Regions from separate parts of the Mus musculus genome. Here region 1 is linked to region 2. A link is a contact called in public HiCAR-type data. All regions are on one chromosome and are shown on one strand. The core of a region is the stretch at or near the end of the contact, and the rest is flanking DNA. Distances in the headings are between cores, read along the strand shown. Region 1 overlaps Fyn (Fyn proto-oncogene). Region 2 holds the start of Mfsd4b4 (major facilitator superfamily domain containing 4B4).

Evidence for each region. HiCAR-type assays count read pairs that join an accessible place to other places.
Region 1: a HiCAR-type map of embryonic stem cells shows a contact between it and region 2, with 4 times the contacts expected there. The contact joins the enhancer-like site here to the promoter of Mfsd4b4 in region 2. A contact is called at or near these places in 2 of 484 Hi-C or Micro-C datasets (the N1E-115 cell line and embryonic stem cells) and 2 of 115 datasets of contacts at active chromatin or transcription factors (embryonic stem cells and extraembryonic endoderm stem cells).

What each region holds. Positions count from the first base shown.
Region 1 is chr10:39,521,951-39,528,588 of GRCm38.p6, reverse strand. Fyn (Fyn proto-oncogene) reads right to left here. Exons shown (of 14, transcript NM_001122893.1): 6 at 5,737-5,835; 7 at 3,085-3,188; 8 at 1,659-1,808. Among named protein-coding and RNA genes, the nearest start is that of Gm40627, 65 kb to the left of the region's middle. Within about 2 kb of position 2,933, at least 9 of the 459 cell types and tissues checked have an H3K27ac peak or open chromatin away from gene starts, as enhancers often do. A contact at or near this core is called in embryonic stem cells, where this site is marked.
Region 2 is chr10:39,894,784-39,901,067 of GRCm38.p6, reverse strand. Mfsd4b4 (major facilitator superfamily domain containing 4B4) reads left to right here and starts at 1,862. Exons shown (of 5, transcript NM_001384225.1): 1 at 1,862-2,154; 2 at 5,072-5,556; 3 at 6,128-6,284. The coding sequence starts at 5,539.

The sequences.
Region 1 (6,638 bases), core at 1,684-4,183, 370 kb after region 2:
TGTCTCTTTTCTGGGAATTCTTAACTTACTTTTCATTCCTTTTTTTTTTTTTTTAAATCTGTTTCTGAGATGTTTAGGCAGGAAATTATTTATGTGTCGGTATTTCAAAGGCATTCTATGTGCAAGAGAGAAGAGGAAAGAGGAAAAGCCAATATAAAAACAAATCTAACTCAAGATGGATTTTTTTCCCTGAGATTAAAACTCGTCTAGGGTGCTTCACATCGGCTCCCTCCTTCAGCTTTATGATGTTATTAAGGTGCCCTTTCCAGCACACTATTTTCAAATGATCCAAACCCTGGGGACCCTGCGGATGTTTGCCTGTAATGAAATATATTTCAGCATTTGAAAAAAATCCTTATAACATACAGGCGTTTTGTGTATATCACTGAAGTGCAAGGAGGTTTTCTGCTCCATTTCTCTCAGTATTTCATTAGAATCCACATAGAGTGAGAGAGCTAATGCCCAAATCACTGGCTCAGCCACTGTTAATTTCTTAACTGCTCATCAGTGGCCAGAATCAGTACATAGGCATTTCGTATTGTTATTTTTAAAAGGCTACAAGTCTCTTTGGTGTGGCAGAAACAGCACAGGTATTTTTCAATGGTGGTAAAAAGGGTGTGGTGGCTCCGTCCGTAATCCCAGCATTTGGGATGCTGACACTAGAGGATTGCTCAAACTCTGAAAGTCCACCCTGGGCTACAAAGTGGATACTGGGCTCCCTAGGGCTACAAGTGAGACCTTACCTTGGAAAAAAGGAGGGGTCATGTACACATGCATTGTTTAGCAGGACACACTTGTTAACCAAGGAGGGCAAGCGGCACACACTAAACACTGCGCATAGAGCTACATATTTACATAAGACGCACATGAACGCACATACACCCAATAACTGAATGGCCAAGAACAGCAGAAGAACAGGATTATGGGACGTAAAGACAAAGTCTAATCTTTGTTTAAAGTCATCACAGTAGCCGGGTATGGTGGCGCACACCTTCAGTCTCAGCAGTAGGAGGCAGAGGCAGGGGGATTTCTGAGTTGGAGGCCACCAGGGCTATAGCGAGACCCAGTCTTTAAAAATTGAAAAAACAAAAACAAACAAACAAACAAACAAAAAACCAAGAAAGTCCAGGAGATGGAGGTAAGGGAGCTGTGGCCTCAGCAGGCAAGCTGGGGGGGGGGGGGGAGTGGGGGCGGGGCGGAGGGAACCCTGCAGCAGCACAGATTTTCTTCTACAGAGTGCAAGAATGTGCTTCCCTCTGCTGCGGTGAAGGATCAAGTGAGGCTCCCTGGGGGCCGTCTGAGCCTGCCTAGGGACAGCTCCTTTCCTCCTTTCCTCTCACAGTTCTGCATGGCAATGAAGGCAAAGGTAAAGAACGTGCAAGGATTTTTATTATGAAAATTAATATACAAATACAGCTTTCAAGATTTAAACTACTGCCTTCTACTGGGGGGAACTTCTGGAAAACACAGGAGGAAAATCCTATCTGGGGCAGAAGAGCAACAGAACCCCGGACTCCATCTGTCTGTCTGACTGTGGGGGTGGGCGGGCAGAGGACAGCTCTACCTAGTGACTCTGTCCCGTATCTCCTCCTCCTCCCTCACAGCCTCCAGTTTCTAACCGGTGACGGTGACGGTGACGGTGACGGCACTGGGGTTACCTGAGTAATGCTGTACCAGTTGCTGAAGTGTTTCAAACTGGGCCCGCGTTGTGATATAGTATCCACCATTGTCAAGCTTGCGGATTTTATAATGTTTGACGTGGTCCCCTTTCATATCATCCCAATCACGGATGGAAAGTGAGTAGGCACCTGGTAAACGTGCAAGCATTAGCCACACCAATCATCGGAGCCCCAGTCTGCTCTGCAGGCCTCATTTATGTGACTATTCTGATTAATAATTATTACAAACCATATGCGCACGCGCACACACACACACACACACACACACACATACGAAAGAGACAGATATATCTCCACTCTGTAACAGGACAAAGACAACTTTTGCTATCCTGCCAGTGTTCAGAGATGTTAGCAATACAGTTGACTTTGCTCTTGGAACTAAAAACTTCTGGTTTTTCTCAAAGTTTCCTTTCAGTTTCTTGTGTTGTCTAATATTGCACAGACCAAATCCCACTGGGATAGATGAAGAGCAGACTCCAGGTGAGCTTGCCTCCTGCTTTCATTTCCTGTGGCCTAGCTGAGAGGCAGGGATAGTGAGGGGCTGGGAGACAGGGATGGCATATGTGTGTGTGTGTGTGTGGTGGGGCTGTGGGTGTGTGTGTGTGTGTGTGTGAGGCAGGGATGGTGGGGGCAGAGGTGGTTGGTGGAGAGGCAGGGGTAGGGACAGAGGTGGTTGGTGGAGAGGCAGGGGTGGGGACAGAGGTGGTTGATGGGAGGCAGGGGTGCGGGAGGAACAGAGGGTGGGAACAAAAGAAATGGAAGTCTATCCCCTAGCAGGAAGCTCCAAAGCTCTGCTTGGCAATCTGCACAGGGACAGGTCACCAGTGTGTGGCAGCATGGTTCTCTGCCCCTCTGCCTGCTGAAGTGAGTTATTAAACAGAGGGAAGAGGAAGGAGTCCTCCACTAACAAAACAGAGTGGAAGGAAAGAAAAACAAATTTAAACTGGGTGGTGGTAGGGCAGGCAGACCTTTGATTTTAGCACTTGGGAGGCAGAGGCAGGTGGATCTCTGAGTTCAAGGCCAGCCTGGTCTACAGTGTGAGTTCTAAGACAGTTAGGGCTACACAGAGAAACACTGTCTTGAAAATACACACACACACACACACACACACACACACACCCCAAATCAAAAAGGTAAGAAAAACCAAGTTCCCGCCCTTCACTCGAACAGGAGAACAGGACGGAGTCTGAGCTGAGGCGGAAGCCTGGCCTCTGTTTCTGGAGGCGCCTCCCTCTGAGCCCGATCATCTCTGGGAGCTAAATGCAGTTCCAGCGTCTTCAGGGGAGCTGGAGAGCAGCAGGAGGCTCAGGCTAGAAGGCCCCGGACCAGGCAAGAGCCACGCCTTCCGATCCCAAAGACCTTCAGATCTGAACAGCACATCAGTTTTGCCCTCTCCTTAGCTTACCTTTGGTGGTTTCGCTCTCGCGGATAAGAAAGGTACCTCTTGGGTTTCCAAAGGACAGGAGCTGTCTCTCAGCATCTTTGCGGCCAAGTTTTCCAAAGTACCACCTTCAAGGGAGACACAGGCAAGAAAATAAATACACTTGTGACTGAGCAATGTAGCTAGCTTTTCCTCCACAAATTCCTTCGCCTCTAATGTTGCTTCCACTGCCCCAAACTAGTTTTTTCTAGCTTCATTCAGTCCTTTTTCAATCTTTCCTGATTCTATCCACTCTGCATCTCTTCCATTCTTAAAAAAAAAAAAATCTTGAATCATGGATTGTGTTCCTTCCCTCCAGGACGACAGGGATGTGTGTGTGAAATGCCACCTGCACGCACAGAGAGAAACCCACCACCTTGTTTGAAATGCCAACTGCAGGGGACGATTCCATAGCTCAGCTGTACGACCCTTGATTTCTGAGCATAATTACAACTCCTGGGAAATACCAAGACTCAGCTCTAGTATAAGGATCATCAATCAAGCATGATTTTTTTTTTAAAGGAGCCCACTCAGGATGGATAAAGAAGGAAGACAGATAACACTTCTACTTAGTCTCTACCTACAGGAATTCTGAAGACGGGAACTCAGCTCTACCCCTGATCTGAGATGGCTGCTGTTCTTGGAAGCCTGGTTTGATTTTCTCTCCCTGTCCAGCATTCGTGAGGAGCGTTTACCAAGTACCTGGCCTGTGCCCTGCAGTTGCGCTTCTCTGACACAGCTGCAGGGATTGCTTACTGCACATCTGAGAGAAAGCTGTGCACGGTTAATGGGCATGTCCATAAAAATGAGTCGGTGGTGCAGACATTTTAACATTCCCTTGCAACAGCACTGACAGCACACTTGTGCCGTGGCAGGAAGCCTCACAGGCCTCCTCAGGACCGGAATGCGTCTTTTGTCTCTCCACTTGAGCTGCTGAGTCCTAACCAACGCCCGGCAATCCGTTCACATTTCAGCACTGGATTGTATATGAGAGGATAAGTATGCCAAGAGCCCAAGGGAGAGTTCTGGAACATTCCACCAGAATCTGTGAGTAGGAGCAGCTTTCAGGACCAAACCATCACAGTATTCATCTATGAAAGCAAATGGTTTTAAAAATGAAGCTTCAATTCACCATGCCTGAATGTAGCTAGGAAGTTCACCATCAGATCCTTCTGTGAGTCAAAGAATTTCACCGAAGGAGCGTCACCTTCAGTGACTTGAGAAGTACCCAAACTCTCCACAATCCCAGCGTAGCAATAGCTGCTGTAAAGGATACGACACCAGCTATGTGAGAAATGTCTTTTTTTGGTTTGTATCAGTAACTCAATTAAAATGCTGTGTAAAACTGGTGAGAGGAAGGCCTGCAGAACAAGAGGTTACACTTAACCACACGCTGCTTGTGCAAAATACCGATTAATTGCACGTGTAAAAACCACAGGCTGTATTTTAAAAAGCTAACTTATACTCTAAAAAGCCCAAAATATTAAAAAAAAACCTTATCATTATAAATATGACTTAAATATGCACCCCCAAGTGGATTCTCAGTTAAATCAAAGGAATGTTACTTTGTAGTTAAGTTTTAAATTCCGAAAAGACACAGGAGATATTTACCAATCTGTCCTAAAAATTCAATACAAATACACATATTTCCTATTTTCTGATAATGAAACACACTAGTAACGAAGGGGGTAAAACAGCTCAAAACACAGTGCTGGAGAAGCAGAAACAGATCGAAGTGTAGGAGTACAAAAGACTTAAAGAAGAATGATGGACGCATGAGGATTAGGCTAGGGTGAAGGTCTACTCCTCTGTGCTGTGCCTCCGCAAATCCACAGCAGGCTGCAGGCCGTGAGCAACCGACAGTGACTCCTTTCTCTTTCTGGTGAGGTCTGTCCCTGTAGGTGGGGTAGAGGCCATCCATGTTCCTGAGCTTGGGACATCAACCTCCCTCCCCATTTCCTAAGAGTTCCTACAGGTTTCTCTGGAAAGAGAATGAACAATGACCAGTCAGCCATCCTTTGAGAGCCCCAGACTCCTACCACTTTCCAAAACTGCCTCCCTCCAGTGGGAGGGTGGGGCCAAATAACTGCTGGTCAAGGTCGACCAGCCACAACACCAACCGAGACCTCAGTCCAAGGAAAATATCCCTCGAAGCCCACAACTGCAGTAGTTTCCAAGTTGCTCTTCTGCCTGGGGAACAAAAAGCTATGTCTTTTCAGAAGGCTCAGTATTTCTGATTATCAAGCAGAGGACTCCTGTGTGTGTGTGTGGGCTTAATCTCTCATAATTATCTGCCTCCCAAGTGCTCAGGGAGCAGACTGCAGGCGCACGGTGGGCTCTCAGTAACACACACTGCAGCTGTGGTTTCCCCACATTGGTTTTTCATCTGGAGCAAGTTACTGGGTTTTCATCTAGGGTACTCACATAGAGCTTCTCAATCAGAAAACGGACGGGCTCAAAGGAAACCACGAAGTGAATAACAGTGTACTGCGCAGACTCGACAGCACAGCAGGACTGTAGCCTCTCAACCCTTAACCACTGGGAAAGGTCTTCTCGCTCCTGTGCTGTGTCACTGGCATTTTATGTGACAATTAAAAGCAGATATTTAGACAGACAACAACAACAACAACAACATACTCTTCTGCCTGGATGGAGTCAACTGGAGCCACGTAATTGCTGGGAATGTAACCAGTTTCCCCGGTTGTCAAGGAGCGGGCTTCCCACCAGTCTCCTTCCCTGCAAAGGAAAAGAAGGGACATGAATTGAACGCACCATCCAGCTGGGAATTCTGCAGGCCGACCCTATGCCTTTTCTGTAGCCTTGTGCCCCCTTCTGCAAACTTTCAACACGGGCCCTAAGAAATCCAAAGCACCACGCGCTGAAGTCAGAGTGCTTTTCTTACGTGCACGAGGCTCTAGGTTCAATACCCGGCCCCACATAAGCTAAGGGTGGAAATCCCAGTAGGAGGTTGAGGAGTTCAAGGGCATCATCAGGAGATCCTGAAACGGAAACTTTCCCACTTAGGGCTCGGGGAGGAGCATCTTTCTGGGTAGGAGGCAATCTTGAATGAGGGGTGTGTGTGTGTGTGTGTGTGTGTGTGTGTGTGTGGAGTACACACACCAGCCTCAGTTTACTTTGGAGAAGCAGTAGGAGGCCCAGTGAGGGTTGGATGTATGCTTAGTGGACCTATCAAGCTTGCTCTTGACGAAGTAGGAAGAAGACATGACCTTCTGCAGGTAGTATAAGAACACCACATAACAGGATTTCCTCAGACACTCTCAACAGGATGTTACTCTATTAAACATTCATAGCTCCCCCCACCCCCACCCCCAGATTCAGATGGAGGCCAGGCAGTTGTGTAGCTGGAGGGCAGAAGAGATCTCTGAGCCACTGCAGCAAAATTCTCAGAGTGTGAATCAGGAAGGGCACTTCCGACTCTCAGTTTACAGTCACTATATATAGAACTATTATCCATACGCTTGGATTCATGAAGGTTTATGGCATGTGAGCTTCCTCCCATTAACAGTGGGTGGGCCAAT
Region 2 (6,284 bases), core at 613-3,112:
TCAATCTATTTTTAGATTTTTATTAAAAATGTTTATGATACAATGTATTTTTTCTTTTTTAAAAAAATTAGATATCTTCTTTATTTACATTTCAAATGTTATCCCCTTTCCTAGTTTCCCCTCCGAAAACCCACTATCCCCTCCCCCCTCCCCCTGCTCACCAACCCACCCACTCCTGCTTCCTGGCCCTGGCATTCCCCTATACTGGGGCATAGAACCTTCACGGGAAAAAGAGCCTCTCCTCCCTGACTAGGCCATCTGCCCTTAAAATTTTTGTGTTCTAAAGGTCCCACTAAAAATTTCAAAACACACACTTTGAGGCCAATCAGAAAACATCTGAAATAGTCTAAGCAAGAAATGAAGACAAGCAGAGTAGGAATGGAGAGGAGTTGGACGCCAATTTAAGAAACCTTTCCGAGACAAACAGGGAAGAAGTTAATGATCGTATGATTGAAGATAGAAAGTTGGTTTATGGGTAACAAGACCAAGTTTTGTAGTAGCTTGGGAGTCTAAGTAAGAAGGGATATCAGAGACAGAAGTGTAAGTGGAAAAGAACTTCAGATAAAAAATAGAATGTGATAACATTTGAGGCTATGGTCCCTGTGGTCAAATCTGTAGTCACATAAGAACACGGTTTTCCTTTTTCAGCTAGCATAGCTATTTGGCAAAGACAGACTGATGTCCAAGTCCATTCAACAATGGAATTGCCTGCAGGTTAAAATAAGTGTGGGCATGTGGGACCCGATTTAGAGCGTTTCTCCCAGGAAGGTAAAGCCCCTGGACGTTCCCCAAGCTTGTTTTCCCTGATCTCTAAAAATACAGCCAGAAAGAAGCTCTTTGTTCTCTATAGCCAGCAAAAAGCCTTTGTTTCTATACTTTACAACCAGAGATGCCTGCCTTCCTGTGCTGAGGACACGGAGATAAAAATTCAGAAAGAACTCACTCCCCACTCCTGCCTTATAAATTTCACCAAGGATACCCAGAAGAGAAGAACTCTCCTCCCAACTCCTCCCAACTCCTCCCCAATTCCTCAGCTAGCTGTTAAAAGCCCCCTACTGTTACCACTAAGGGTCAAACTCCCCTGCCCTGCACGGAGGAGGGACATCGGGACATCGTCCTCAGCTAGCTGATAATAAAACCTCTTGCAGTTTGCATCAGGTGTGGTTTTCTCTCGAGTCACTGAGGTGCTGGCCAGCTCATCCCAGGACTTGAGCGGAGGCCCAGCTTCGGGGGTCTTACAGGCAAGTGCATGCAACTCGTTTTGTCCCAGATTCTTTCTTTAGCTATTGTTTCACCATTCAGTAAAGGCCAGCGGGTTGTTGTCTGGCCTTTAGAAGCTGCTACTCTAACCTAATATTCCTATTTATAGATGGGACTGCGGTGGGATTCTGAGTGTTGTGTAAACTAACTGAGATACTTCACGTGTGAGTTTACACGTAAGGATCCATAACTATCTGTTCAGTGAGAAGCTGACGTTCAACATTCTTGTACGTCTAAGGAGCAAGGGCAACAGTTTGTAAATCATGTAGAGACAAGACCTTCGGGTTTCCAGGTGACCCAGGAGGCTGCGGAAGTTGCCATCTTGCAGTTCCAGGCCGGGTTTCTTCCAACGTTTTGCAACTTTGGATCGTCTTGTGCATGGGTTGCAGCTTGTACATCTTTGGCCTACATTCCCCAGGCCGGGGAAACTCACCTAATTGAGACTTCTCACCTGGGCCAGGCTGTCCGATCCCCAAGGCAACCACATCAACTTCCGGTTTGAGGAAGTCTCCTGATTGGCCGGCGGCTTTATTTCCGGCCTGTGATCCATGCAGGCGCTCTGCTACCGTGAGGGACACCGCGCCTGCGCGGCGGGGAGGCTCCGCTCCCAGGTCACGCTCGCGCGGGCAGGTCCTGGCGTTGTTGGCTCCCGGGCCGGGCGGGGCCGGGCACCTCCCTGCACACCGGAGGCCTGGTGCACGGAGCACGGCAGGTGGAGCCGCCACACTGGAGTTGGAGCTGGAGTTCGGAGGGGCGGGAGGGCAGCGGCTCCTCCCAGCCGGCCCGGGCGCAGAGAATGAGTCAGAAGCGGTGGCCTCCGTGCGGAAAGGCCGTGCCCAAAGCGTGCTGCGCTGGTTCACCACCGTGGTGCTTTGTGCCGCCTTCCTGGGGCTGGTGAGAGCTGGGCCCAAACCCTCCAGGCCACGGCTGGAGCAAGCGTCCTGCAGGGAACGTGGTCTCAGTGCCCTGCATCGTGCGTGACCCCTGGTGTATATCGGTTAATCCTCCTGAGTCTCAGTTCTGTCATCTGGAAAAACGGGCAAAATTAATACGTTTCCAGCACGAGCAAGCTAAGTTTCCTCCGGAAAACGGGGAGATACAAGATGGGGAGCCTGCTCCCCTTCACCCACTCACTGAAGCTCTAAATTGATCCCAGAAAAGCAGCTTTGAGGGGGCCTGACCAAATCCAACCAACTGCTTTATTTCGCAGATGGAAAAAAGGGCCCAGAGAAGAAAGTGGCTTTTCTGGTTAAATGATAGTATCAAGGACATGTTGCTTACCCTGTACACGGCCCTATTTAAATCAAGCCTTTAGATACTTAAATGATTTTCTTCACTCAAGTGCAAGAACTAAAAACGCCATAAAGACAGTGTTCCCCAGTGTAGCACCTGCTGCTGACCCGAAATGTCCTTTTGTGGACCAGATGGCTGTAACTCATTGTGTAGATCAGGATGGTCTCAAATTTCAGAGATCCTCCTGCCCCTGCCTCCTGAGTGCTGGGATGAAAGCTATAAACCACTGACCTAAAGTGATAACTTTTGACTCGAGTGCTATGAGAGCTAAACCTTTGACGGAGTCCCTTCTGGTCCCTCAATTGGAGCTTCAGTTTCTTAAAATTATTTTGATGGGAAAGTAGGGAAGAAAGAAAGCGTTGCAGGTACTGGAGCCCCTCGTGTGTAACAGGTATTGCAAGTGATTGCAGGAAGATCTGAATGAACATGCTGTGGCCCTGTGTGCTCCTGGTCTTTGTTCTTGGTTGCTGGTGCTTGGGGCAGGGAAACCACACGTGGGTTGGAGCAGAACAGTGCAGCACAATCAGGTTTTGTTGTTTGTTTATTACGTACAGGGCGCTGGCTGGCCCAGGACTTCATGCTAGGCTTTCACCCAGCTGTGTCCCCAGCCCACAATCCACAGTTCTCAAAACTCAGAAACGTTTCCTTAAAGGTTTTTAGGAACTTCATCTAAAACGCAAGTCTTTAGTTCTTGGCAGTATCTTGTGTAACATCTTATTGTTAAAATCATTCTGTCCGTGTTATATTTTGCTAAGAAAGCCTTACAGCCCTTACATCTCCTGATAGCTTTGGAGTGTGAGGAAAACTGTAGATTAGATTATTTATCGTCAGCATTAGACAGTTCAAAGGGACAACTTCTTGTGTGCCAGAAATATTGGCATCTTAGTGTAAAAATCAAAATTTGGTGCTTGGTAATTAAAAATTTTTAGCAATTAAATTTCGTATTTATGCATGTAGCATATTTGAAAATATAAGTATATATTTTGAGAATAGTTTGTTACATTCTAAATCCTTGTGCAGATGGTGTGCGTCGAGGCCAGAGGTGTCTTGCTCAATTGCCCTCCACCTTATTGACAGGGCCTCCCACTGAACCTGGAGCTCACCCATTCAGCCAGACTAGCTGGCCGGTGAGCCCTGGGGATCTCTTTCCTTTTTCTTCGGTGTGGGGTTCTAGGCATGCTGCTGTTTCTGTGTGTCCTGGCTAGTTTATGTCAAGCCAACACAGGCTAGAGTCATCTGAAAAGAGAGAACCTTAATTGAGAAATGCCTCCACAAGATCTAGCTATAGGGCATTTTCTTAATTAGTGACTGATGGGAAGGGCCCAGCCCATTCATTGTGGGTAATGCCATCCCTTGGGCTGATGGTCCTGGGTTCTATAAGGAAGCAGGCTGAGCAAGCCAGTAAGCAGCACCCCTCCATGGCCTCTGCATCAGCTCCTGTCTTCAGGTTCCTGTCTAGTTTGAGTTGCTGTCCTGACTTTCTTCAGCGATGGACTATGGTGTGGAGGTGTAAGCCCTTTCCTCCCCAACTTGCTATTTGGTTATGGTGTTTCATCGTAGCAATTAAAACTCAAACTAAGACAAGTTGGTACCAGGATAGTGGGGTATTGCTGTGACAGGCCTGAGCGTGTTGTTTGGGATTGTGGAAGGACCATGCTGTTCTTGTAGGAATGGGGAAGATAGGAAATGTTGAGAGCTGGGGCTGGAGAGGTGACTCGGGTTTAGAGCACTGGCTGTTCTTCCAGAGGTCCTAAGTTCAATTCCCAGAGCCCACAGCTATAGCTGTCTATAATGGGATCTGATGCCCTCTTGTGGTATGCAAGAGTGCGTGCAGACCAAGTACTCATATACATGCCGACATCTAAAAAGAAAAACAATGCTGAGAGCAGTACAGTCGATGGAGGCCTGGCTTGGGAAGTTTCAGAGGGAAGCAAAGACTCCCAGGCCATTGGAGTTGAGAATCTGTGCCTTTGCTTTGCTGGGGTAATAGATGCTGCTCAGCTGGGCCTGAAGAGTCCATTCCAGATTGTCTGGGAAGTGTTTTCCCAGAGTCAGCACACAGGAGCTTCGTCCCAGGAGTGGCCAAGGTTGCGCCTCCTCTTGGCAGCCCACTGTAGTATAAGTCACCAGGTAGTGCTGTCTTTGGAGGCATTAAGGAGTCGTGGAGAAAAGCTGAGGCCTGGCACTGTGTGGTAGGGCTGGAGTCTATGAAGAGAGCCCAGGAGAAGCTATTAGTGAAAGCGTTGCAGCAGAAGACCCCCACATTTTGGAGATGCCAGTACCTTGGGATGGCCACCAAGATCAGTGGGTGTAAGTGGAGTGGAGGGGTTGGAGCCTAAAAGACAGTTTGTGTACTACAGAAGGCAGTGCTGGAAAAGTGACCCAAGCCCAGAAGATCATGACAGTCGGACATTGAATTATTCACACTTTTAGAGTTTGGTTTTGCTTTTCTTAAGATTGTAACTGCTCTGGGTTGTCCCCCCTTGAAGTAAAAAAGTATTTAATTTTTATTTTACAGGAGTCCACAGCTGAGAGACTGGATTTTAAAGTGTTTGAATTTGTAAAGATTGGAACCTTTAAAGTTTGCAAAATGTTTTATATCGTGTTGTTGATGTTAAGGTGGGATCCTGGGGATGAACAAGACAGGAAAGGTGGTGGCTTAACAGTGACGTGTTTGTGTATCAGGTTGACAGGGGTCACTTGCCCTGGACTAGTTTTATGTCAACTTGAGAGATGCTAAAGTCATCTGAGAGGAAGGAACCTCAGCTGAGAAAATCTCTCCACAAGATCTGGCTGTTAGGCATTTCTTAGTGATTGATGGGGGATGGCCCAGCCCATTGTGGGTGACGCTATCCCTGGCTGGTGGTCCTGGGTTCTATAAGAAGGCAGACTGAACAAGCTGTGAGGAGCAAGCCAGGAAGCAGCACCCTCCCATGGTCCCAGCATCAGCTCCTGCCTCCTGTCCTAGCCTGCCTTCCTTCAAGCATGGACTTTAATGCGGAGGTATAGTCAGATAAACAAACCCTTTCTTCCCTAACTTGCTGGTTTTCCTGGTGTTTGACTGTAGCAAGACAAACCCTAACTAAGACACTGTCCTTTCTATGTGACTGGTGGGGATCCAGACTCAGGCCCTAATATCCACGCAGCGAGCACTTCACTGACTGAGCCATCTCCCTAGCCTCTGGTTTGTTGCATATTCATTATTAATATGGAATGGTCCTTTAAGGTATTGTTTAATGCTAGACAGTTAAAAGAGAAAGTTAAATAGTTGTGTGTGCTGGGATTCACTGGTAGTAGCAGCATGTGGGAGGCTGAGACCAGCAGATAGAGGACATCTTGAGCTACAGAGCAAGTTTGAGTCTCCAAACAAGACAAAAACTTTAAAGAAAGGATCAAAGGTTATGACTAGAAGGCCACTGGGGAGTCTGTGGCTTTACTGCTGATAATGTGCATGTTTTCTTAGTTCCACTGTGGTAGACTGTCATCTCCCTCCTGTGGTTTTGTTACAGTGGGAAAGCTACTTTTTGGTCAGTGTTCCAGCGATAGTAAGAGGCTCTCTTGCTTTTAACTATAGGGACTAAGTGTTGCTATCCTGGGGCCCACCTTTCCAGACTTGGCGAAGAACGTGAACAGAAACATCAGCAGCCTGTCTCTGATTTTCGTGGGCCGGGCCTCAGGATATTTATGTGGCTCTATGATTGGAGGAGTCCTGTTTGGCTGTATAAATCATT